Linked DNA regions of Mus musculus: region 2 is linked to region 1. The links are chromatin contacts, called in public promoter capture Hi-C maps. All regions are on one chromosome and are shown on one strand. The core of a region is the stretch at or near the end of the contact, and the rest is flanking DNA. Distances in the headings are between cores, read along the strand shown. Region 1 has its middle 47 kb from the start of Bace2. Region 2 holds the start of Fam3b (family with sequence similarity 3, member B).

What was found. Promoter capture Hi-C pulls out the DNA fragments that hold promoters and counts their contacts.
Region 2: a promoter capture Hi-C map of trophoblast stem cells shows a contact between it and region 1, with 6 times the contacts expected there. The contact joins the promoter of Fam3b here to the enhancer-like site in region 1. A contact is called at or near these places in 10 of 39 promoter capture datasets (the C10 cell line, HPC-7-derived erythroid cells, embryonic stem cells and 3 more), 2 of 15 datasets of contacts at CTCF or cohesin (embryonic stem cells and stem cell-derived epiblast-like cells), 63 of 484 Hi-C or Micro-C datasets (the Ba/F3 cell line, the C2C12 cell line, CD8 T cells and 22 more), 8 of 115 datasets of contacts at active chromatin or transcription factors (the HPC-7 cell line, bone marrow-derived dendritic cells, embryonic stem cells and 1 more) and 4 of 9 other capture datasets (adipose tissue, embryonic stem cells, liver and 1 more).

What each region holds. Positions count from the first base shown.
Region 1 is chr16:97,307,618-97,312,381 of GRCm38.p6, forward strand. No RefSeq gene overlaps it. Among named protein-coding and RNA genes, the nearest start is that of Bace2, 47 kb to the right of the region's middle. Within about 2 kb of position 2,479, at least 59 of the 459 cell types and tissues checked have an H3K27ac peak or open chromatin away from gene starts, as enhancers often do. A contact at or near this core is called in the C2C12 cell line, CD8 T cells, the G1E-ER4 cell line and 7 more, where this site is marked.
Region 2 is chr16:97,502,657-97,507,420 of GRCm38.p6, forward strand. It overlaps Fam3b (family with sequence similarity 3, member B), which reads right to left and starts at 2,280. Exons shown (of 8, transcript NM_020622.3): 1 at 2,167-2,280. The coding sequence starts at 2,185.

The DNA.
Region 1 (4,764 bases), core at 1,229-3,728:
GCTTTACAATCCTCACTATTTCACTTAATAAATCTACCTTTTGATAAATGCAGGCCTCTTTCATTCCTGGCATGCTAACTGGCATTATGGATAGCCATTTTGTCCCCTATGCCAGGGAGTTTCCAGATGACTTAGCCTTTCGGCCTGTTAGGGAACAAAGGATGACGTGTTTTCTTCTGTAACTGCTTCCAGATGGAACTAAGATACTCTTGTCGGAGCCCAGGAAGGCTGAAAGGCTGGTCAAAGTCTGAGCAATGGGGAACTCATCAGCAGCATCCAGTTAGCTGGCCCAGCTGGAGAGATAGGAAGCATTGGCCAGACTGGTTCGCATCAGCTTTCAGCAAAGTCCAGAGCTCTGTAGTTTGCAGTCCATAGGTGATCACCTGGGTGGAGTCTGTCAGCCACATGGAAATCTGCTGGGACAAATATAGAGTAGGTAAAGACGTTAAAATTTAGGGATTTACATTTGGAACTTCCAAGTCCATGGTCCTAGTAATTGGGGAAGGAGAAGAATCTAAGACCGGAGCAGAGATCCCACTTTCAGAAATAGACAGGAATGAAACAGAAACATAGGCTGCTTCTGGAGTCATTTGATCTGTGACAGGCAGATCCAAGTCATATGACTTCTTTGATTCCTGAAGCTTACATGAATTTATAGTTTACGAAAAGAAATAAAACTTCTAAATATATTAGCATTAATCTGTATTGAAATCCACATTATAAAATAGCTAGAATAGACTTATGCCTTTGAGTCCTAGCAAAAACTGTAGCTTTAAGTTAAAATGCATGAACATTTTTTTCTTCTGTTCAGAGAGCCAGATATATAGATTGGGCAGAGATGTTTTAGCCCAGTGAAAAGTACCTTTAAGTCAATACTTAGAAGACAACCAAAGGAAATTTAAAATCTTGAGCTTGTGACTGAATAGGAAGTAGTCAGTGTTCTACCAGTTTATCAGAACTCTATTGGTCAATGTTAAAACTCTGAATTTTTGAAATCTTAGTGTAACAATAGCATAGAAGGGTAAAAGAAATCTGAAACATTTTCCATTTTCACATGCCTTGAACCATGTTTTATGCCTTTTAGAATTTGTATCTATACATCTTAAATCATTTTCTGAGACCCTCAGAACTTTTTTAAGCTTTTACATCTGCAGACCCTCTATACCTTAGAACATCTTTTTAGACACTCAGAACTTGCATGGATTTTAAACCTTATTTTTTTTTAAATCTAACCATTTTTCAGAGTCACAAGTAGTTATTACTGAGAACAATTATTGCAAAGCATGTTCCCTTCGTGCAAAGTTACACCTGAAACCTTGCCTTATCTTGTTAGCAACGCAAGCCTGCCTGCCTTTTCTTGACAAGAGACCTAGTAGCTTTAGACAACTAACAAGGTGGTTGCAGCCTTGAGGGAAGGAATTGGTTGCCTGCTGCTGCCAAGCTGACAGGGCTACAGTTAGCCTAGTCATCAATGCCATCAGAGATCTGAGAAAGGTAAATTAGCAGGAAGTACAGTTCAAATGACGACTGTGATGGTTTGCATATGCTTGGCCCAGGGAGTGGTACTATTAGAAGGTGTGACCCTGTTGGAGTAGGTATGGTCTTTTTGGAGGAAGTGTGTCACTGTGAGTATGGGCTTTAAGACCTTCATCCTTGCTGCCTGGAAGCCAGGATCTGCTAGCTGCCTTCAGATGAAGATGTAGAACTCTCATTTCCTCCTGCACCATGCCTGCCTAGACACTGCCCTGCTCCCACCTTGACGATAATGGACTGAACCTCTGGACCTGTAAACCAGCCTTAATTAAATTTTGTCCTCTATAAGACTTTCCTTGGTTATGGTGTCTGTTCACAGCAGTAACACCCTAACTAAATCAATGGCCACATGGGAAAACACAGTGACTGCATGGTTTTGTTTTTAAAATGCTACTACAACACATGTCTTATGGTTTCTCCCTGGGAATTCCAGAGAGTGGTCCTGACCAAAATCCATCCTGGTCAGTATTTAGTTAAAACTTGCTTCCAGTTTGGCTCAAAATTGTAGAACTGTTTTGTTTGGTTTTCTCTCTTGAGACTCCCAGGATTAACACTAGGAGCTCTGTAGGCATGACCTTACAGTGGTCCTGGAGGAGGAAGTAAACACCTACCTGAATTCATCACACACACACACACACACACACACACACACACACACACACACACCCCAAAATGGTCACAAGGCTTTTCGCTAATTAAGGCAAAGTCTAGCACAAGCTACCCTTCACCCCATTCATGCTTCCTTTTGCAGCCAAAACCACAAGCTATGATGCCCTCCATATGAAAGAGGTGACTTATTGGCCCTGTATCCCCCAGGGAAGATTTTCTAGGAGCCTGGGGCCTCCATGCAATTGCCACATTCCCACACTTGAAAGGATAGCAAAGGCAGGGAGGTAAGTTCAAGGCACTCTGGTTTACATGAACAGGAAGGATGTGGGGGAGGGGGCAGGGGGTGACCTTTCCCTCTACACTCTTTCTCTAGTCAGAGAAGCTCTGAGGTAAGTACTGAGTGCCCCCTACCACATGCACACACACTCACACATACACACAGAGAGACACATAAACACACACATATACACGTACACTTACACACACACAGATGAGGGTCCTGAGAGCGGGTCATCTAAGAAGCCTGCCTGGTCAGAGAGAATTGGGCCTAACATTCAAAAGACCCCAGCAATTGGATATCTTTAACCTTCCTTGTGAATCTATCTCAGTGGGTCTTTAAATTCTACTCTCAGCCTTACTCCCCAGAGCTGAGCTAGACATGCCATAGAGCCTGGAGTCCTTTGGGGCCAAAGTGACCTGTGAACAGGACCTGATTGTTATCCTTTTATGGCTACAACAATACAGTGATCAAAAACGACTTGGGGAAGAAAGGGTTTATTGCATCTTACAGCCTTTATTCTATCAAAGGAAGCCAGGGCAGGAAGTCAAACAGGAACCTGGAGGGAGGAGGTGAAAATGAGGTCAGGGATGAGGGGCACTTACTGGCTTGTTCTTCATGACTCACCCTCTCTGCCTGCTTTCTTATCTAGTCCAGAACCATCTGCCCAGGGTGACACTGCCCAGAGTCAGCCAGGGCCTCCCACACCAATCATTAATGGAGAATATGTCCCATACCCTTGCCTACAGACAAAACTTATGGAGGCATTTTTGAGGTTTCCCTTTCTAAATAACCGTAGTTGTTTATGTAAAATTGAAAAGAAATAAACAAAACAAGATAACAAAAAAACAAACAGCTAACCTTCAGGCTGGGAAATAAACATGTGAGATGCCCCCCTCCCCTGTTGTTCTTCTTCCTAAGGTGTTGGGAGCCACTGACCCTGTTTGAATGTTAACTGCGTTGTCAGCCATAAGTGCTTACTTATAAAGTTTTGGCCTTAGTGGAAAAGTATTAGCTTAGTTGAGATTTTTGTGGGGAAAGTTGAGGCCTCCGTGGGAAAATACTACCCTCAGTTAAGAACAAATAGCTATAGATCTTATGCACAGGTACCTAGCAACCCATTCTGTTCTGTTCCTCCTGCTGAACTTTTTACCTAGCCAATATCCTGCTTTTGGGAACAGGTGAGTTCTCCCAGAAACAAAGAGCGATTCTGCGTCATCTCCCTCCCCATACCCTGCTTCTGTGGGCATAAAACCTGCCTGGGAAAAATAAAAATTTGACAGCTTGATCAATCAGACTTGCTGTCCGTCCTTGTGTTCCTCACCCCTCATTCTCTCCGCAGGCGGTTCCTCAGACCCTGTCCAACTGTCCCGCAGGCAGAGGCACTAAGGAAGCTCACATACAAATTGTAACCTCAGCACATGACCTTCCCAGGTTGATTTTATTCCAAGAACATTAAATTATATGTCCTGACAACTTTTAGGCTGAAGTTAGTGTCACATTGACACTGTATAAACTACCTCCAGCATCCACCTTAGAATTTTCCATTTTCTCCAGCAGACACTCTGTCTCTACCAGACATTGACTGCTTGCCTCAGGGGACACCATCTTTGTGAGGTCTCAAAGAAACAGGGACAGAGGCTGAGCTGCACCTATTTAACATATCAAAGTGGAGGCTGGTGACTAGTCTCTCCTGGCACCACCAGTCCTTGTTGCAGAGTCCTGGCTCCTCTAGGCACTTCTCACCTTGCCTTGAGCCTGTCTCCTCCAGCTCCTGAGCTTCATTCCTCCCTGCAGTGTCTCTGATTCCTATACAACTTCAGCCATTTTGGCTATGCAGCCTTTTGGTCTCTCTCATGCTCTCAGTCCTGAGATCCCTCCTGCCCACCTCCCCTCCCCTCCCCTCCCCTCCCCTTCCCTCCCCTCTCCTCTCCTCTTTCTCATTTCCTCTCTTGCTCTCCCATCCCCTTCTCCCATGGCCTGGTTCAGTCTACTGGCCCTGTTCAGCCAGGACCTTTCCAGATGCCTCTGGCTATGTTCTCTCTCATGTCTACAGTAAATCTTCTCCCCAACCACACTGTGGAGCAGCCAAGGCCTCGCTTTTCATTCAGTCACCACTACCATTCTACCTTCTGTCTGTTAACCCTCTAACCTATGGTCTATGTGTAAGTGGTAACATGCACTGTTTTTCATGCATGCAATGTTGGAGTATGTACTGGGACGGTCTTTTTATAGCTGAATAATTGTCTGCTGCATGAATCAGATTTGGTTTTTGTGCCATCAACATGTAAGTGCTCTGTGAATCTCTCTCTCTCTCTCTCTCTACACACACACACACACACACA
Region 2 (4,764 bases), core at 1,030-3,529, 190 kb after region 1:
GCAGGGGGCTTTTCGTTTTTGGGGCTGGGGGCTTGCGCTCCTGCTCCTGAAGATGTAAGCAATAAAGTTTTGCCGCAGAAGATTCTGGTTTGTTGTGTTCTTCCTGGCCGGTCGTGAGAACGCGTTTAAGACTTAGGTAAGCACCTTTGATCCATTTATGACATAAAACCAGCACTTGGCATAGGAGGCTACTAGTTGATATCAAAGTACTTGGTCCTTAGATTTATGTATTCTGTGAAAGTACATGCACCTGCATGTATGTCCATATGTGTGTGTATATGTGTTCTAGACTTTTCCTCACTGTCAAATGCCTAGGGCCTCTGAAGCCTGGCCATATAACTAAAGAGTCAACAAGAAATCAACCTTAAGACTATATGACGCTATGCAAAGAATTTTATGACTCAAAGAATCTTTAAAGGGGAAGATAAGTTAAAATGAGGTAACTAGAAGGACCCTGATCCAATTGATTGTGTCTTTTTAGGAAGAGGTGATATGACACAGACACACTTGGAAGAAGACGATTTGTCTTGGTAATAGGTTTCTTCCGATCTGAGAGAGGACAATGAAGCTGTCCCTAATGCTTGCCAACATTCATCCAAGTTGCTGGTGACATCTACGCCTTTTAGACCTGGAAAGCCAGGAAGTCTGAGGCTAAAGAGCCATCTCTCAGGGCTTAGCTGACTTTGGTGTCCACTGCCTCCTTGCCCTGTCCATTGAGGATTTTGGGGAAGGAAGTGCCACCATTAACCACCTTGTCAACACCCCAGCTGATGGAGAAGATATCTATGGGGATGGTATTGTGGCAGCTTCCTAGGCCCGGTGAGAACAAATCTAAAGCTAGACAGCTGAGTCAATGAAAAAGTCTACTCCAAGAGCACAGCCAAACCCTTAGCTCACCAAGGTAACACAGCCCCTACTCTTACAACCACACCTGATGAAGAAGTACAACTATGAAATTACCTGAAATCTTTGCACAAATGAGCCACACAGCTCTTGTGTATGTCACAAGGGCTGGGTAGAAAATAGCTGTCTGTGAGAGAACACAACTAGTAACTTCAGCTCTTTCTATATGTAGTCAGGAAAATGATTTTCTAACTGTACTATATGGAAATAATGAAACCATTCTTCCAAAAGCACAGGAATGAAAGCCAGTGTCCCATATGAGGGACATGCTTCATTTATGTTCATTTGTCAGGGCCAGGGATGTGCCCTAAGAAATGTCACTATGCAAAAACCACAGAGCTCAGTCACACAAAGAGGACTGTTCTGCAACAGTACATCATGCATGCTGCCCTTGTTCATACAGATGCACATGTACACACACACCTCCATCCACCTACCCTACAGGACACCCAAATCAGTGCAGAAGCAGGAAAGAGGCCTGAGAGGGAAGTCAAGGACACTTCCCCTTTCTAGGTCTGCCATGTTTGCACAGCGCCTGCTGTGTTTGCCACGCTGCTGCCACTGCCATGGTGCTTGCCCTCAGAGAAGTTGGCTTCTTCACGGTGTAAATGAGACAAGGAATGACAGAACTCTATCCACAGAAGGCAGGCTCTGGGAGACTCAAGAGCTGAGGGAAACAGTGAGCTTTCTCCCCCTTTACTGTCTTCCCAAGTCTCATGCCAATGTCAAGGACCCTGAGAAAAATAAAAACCCAAGAAAGGGTGCTTGTGTGTTGTCAAGACCACCAGTAATCGGGGTTCCCACTTCTCACTTCCCCAAGTAAACCCCAAATGGGGCTGTCTTGCTGTCCTTTCCACTTTTCATAAATTCCTAAGCTGGTCAGCTAACCCCAGCTAGCAGCCAACCCCTACCCAGCTGTCCTTGTTCTAGGGCCTCTCACTCTGATAGGATGGTCCCCAGGACTAAGCCATCTTGGTCACCCCTGCCCACCCTCACCTGATGTCTACTGTGTAGGTAGGAGAGTAAATATAACCCCACCCCCATTGAGTAATAAGAAGAGATGGAGAGAGGGGTAGCCCTCTCAGAAATCTCAGCTCTCACCCCTTAACCTCCCAGATTTTGGTTCCCACAAGGATCCTAGGTCTCACAAGAGGTGGCTTGTCCAGAGCCTTCACCTTCTGTTTCAGCTTGGCAGTTAAGGAGGCAGAGGGATGCTGCCACCTCCACCCACACAGAAGCAAGTCTAGCTGTACTGGTACTCACCTGTAGCAACTGGACGCATCTTCCAGAAACTGCTCTCTTTCTACTCAGCTCTTGGCTGCAATCCCCAGGGACCTATGAAAGCTGGCCTACCTGCTTGAGCTGCACATAGATTATGACCGCCCTTGGGGCAGGCAGAAAAGGGTGGACCAATTCCCAGCAAATGGGAGGATCCATAAAGCAGGAAGGTTCAGAGTAGCTGGCAGACTGGCAGGCTAACAGGTATGGGTGGGGCTGCACAGCTGGTAGCACCCTGGAGCTCCAGGGTCACCTAAGAAGCAGGAGGCACTTTCTGTCCTGTTCACCTGGGGCTACAGACGGCCAAAGGCTAGAGCTAATGTAATCAGAGAAAGAACACCAAGAGTTTACTTTAAGGCGCCCCTAACAATAGTATTCCCGACCTTAGTTTCACAAGAAATGGCAGTAAAGTATAGACTGGCTCAAGCCTCATGAACACAGAATCCTAGAGCAAAGCTCCTGCTCCAAATGCCAAGGCTCTACATTGTGTCCAAAGTCGTCACACTGCCCCCTTGCTGACATGTGACCCAGTGTGGTGCCAACCCCTTCCTTCTTTACTGATGGGATGATTATTTTAGGGAAATGAGGTGAGAAAGAGCTCCAGGTCCCTTGGGATATGTATATACAAGGACATGGGACTCAGAAATGGTGTCAAGTGAATGGGTGAAGGCTTCCTAGGTTTACCCACCCTTCCACCTGAGTAGGCACAGTACCCTCTCAATCTCCAGGGTTCAGGTTTTCACAGAACTTTTTAGCTCATTAGAGTCACAGTGGTCTTAAGTAACTAAGGCAAGCTGAGACTCCAGTCCAGCTGTAGGAATTCTATTCCATCCTTGTTCCTCCTCTTCCAAGGAGCCCAAAGAGTTGAGTCATACAACACAAGGTACTCTAGCATATGAGAACATGTCTCTACAATGTTCTGGAAAAGGAAGAAGTATTGGCTATGACATGACAGTTAGTATTGAACGTCAGCTTGACAAGATCTAGATTCACCTAGGAGACAAATCTCTGGGCATGTGTTTGAGGGGTTTTCTAGATCAGTTAATCAAAATAGGAGGGACCACCCTGGATATGGGTGGCATCATTCCATGATCTAGGGTCCTGAACTGAATGAAACAGAGAAAATGTACTAAGCAACAGCATCCATCTCTTGCTGATTCCTGACTGAAAACACAACTGACCTCATTTTTCTGCTGCTAGGATTGACTAGGTACTCTAGCATATGAGAACACTACGAAGCCAATACTTCTACTTCCTTTTCCAGAACATTGTAGAGGCATGTTCTCATATGCTAACATACCTAGTAAATCCTGGCAGCACCACAATGGGCTATGAGCTAGAATAAACCCTTCCCTAACCTGCTCTCGTACAGTGGCGTTTATGAGACTTTCTGTGTTGTTTCATCCAAGGAGACAAAGAAAGCACACTGTTCTCACCTGCTCCAGTCCTCCCAAATTAGAGGGACCAGATGACAAAGACATTTAGTCAGGCTTCTTCCTGAGGACTTAAGTATTGTCCCAATGCTGAGAACACCACATATACACTACAGAACACACACTCATTGCTCTGGCGCACCAAAGTCAGCCTCCACCTCAATTCAACAATGGCTTGAAATGACAAATGTACAACTCTATCATTACCTCTATTTCATCTTCCAAGAGTCTTACCTTCATCCTCCTCTCATTTGAATTCAGAGGTGGAGCTTTTATCTATGGGTTTGTTTTTATGTATTATAATTATGATTTAAATATATAAGATTTATATGTGATTTTGGATACCTGCTTAGCCTTTTATTATTATGTGTATATGTGTGTGCCTGTATGAGTTTACGTGTACCATATGTGTGTGGGAGCCCTCAGAGATCAAAAAAGAGCAATATAATCTCTGTAACTGATGGATGTGGGTGCCAGGAATTGAACCAAGTCATCTGTGGGAGCAACCAGTGTCCTTATCCACTGAGCTGTCTCTCCAGCACCATCCTTTACAACAGCTAAGTTTGTATTACAGATCTCCAGAAATTGTCATTGTTCAGAGTTAAAACTATGCCTATGAAAAATCGTCTGTCGCATACTTGTGTTTCATAAGAGTTCCTTCTCTCTTCTTTTCCCCTCCCCTGCATTCCCCTTCCTCCTTCCCTTCTTGTTTCTCTAACACCTAGGGATATGTGATCTAAAGTTGACTCTTTCCTCCATTAAGGTAATTCTGTCATGTGTTTTGTCACTGTGAAGAACAGCTGACAAGCACAGCACTTAGGCCTATCAATACCTGTGTAAGATCCCTTTGTCCTTTAAGGCTTTGAGGAAGCCAGACACTTGGCTAAGTTGGAGGCAGTTTCAATTATTCTCAGCTGACCAGCTATAAGGTAAACAAAAGGTTCTCCATGCCCTTGGATTTGTATTCCAGAATGATGCAGCATGGTGGAAGAGCTGACTCTATAGAACTCTTCCAAACCTGGAGGAGGGTACATCCATTTGTGGGGTCAGAGGGGCAGACATAGCCCAGAGAATCCCAGTAAAACACAGACATATCTGTCTAGTGCTAATCTGTGGGTCAAAAACCTCTTAACACCAGACACTGTTTCAA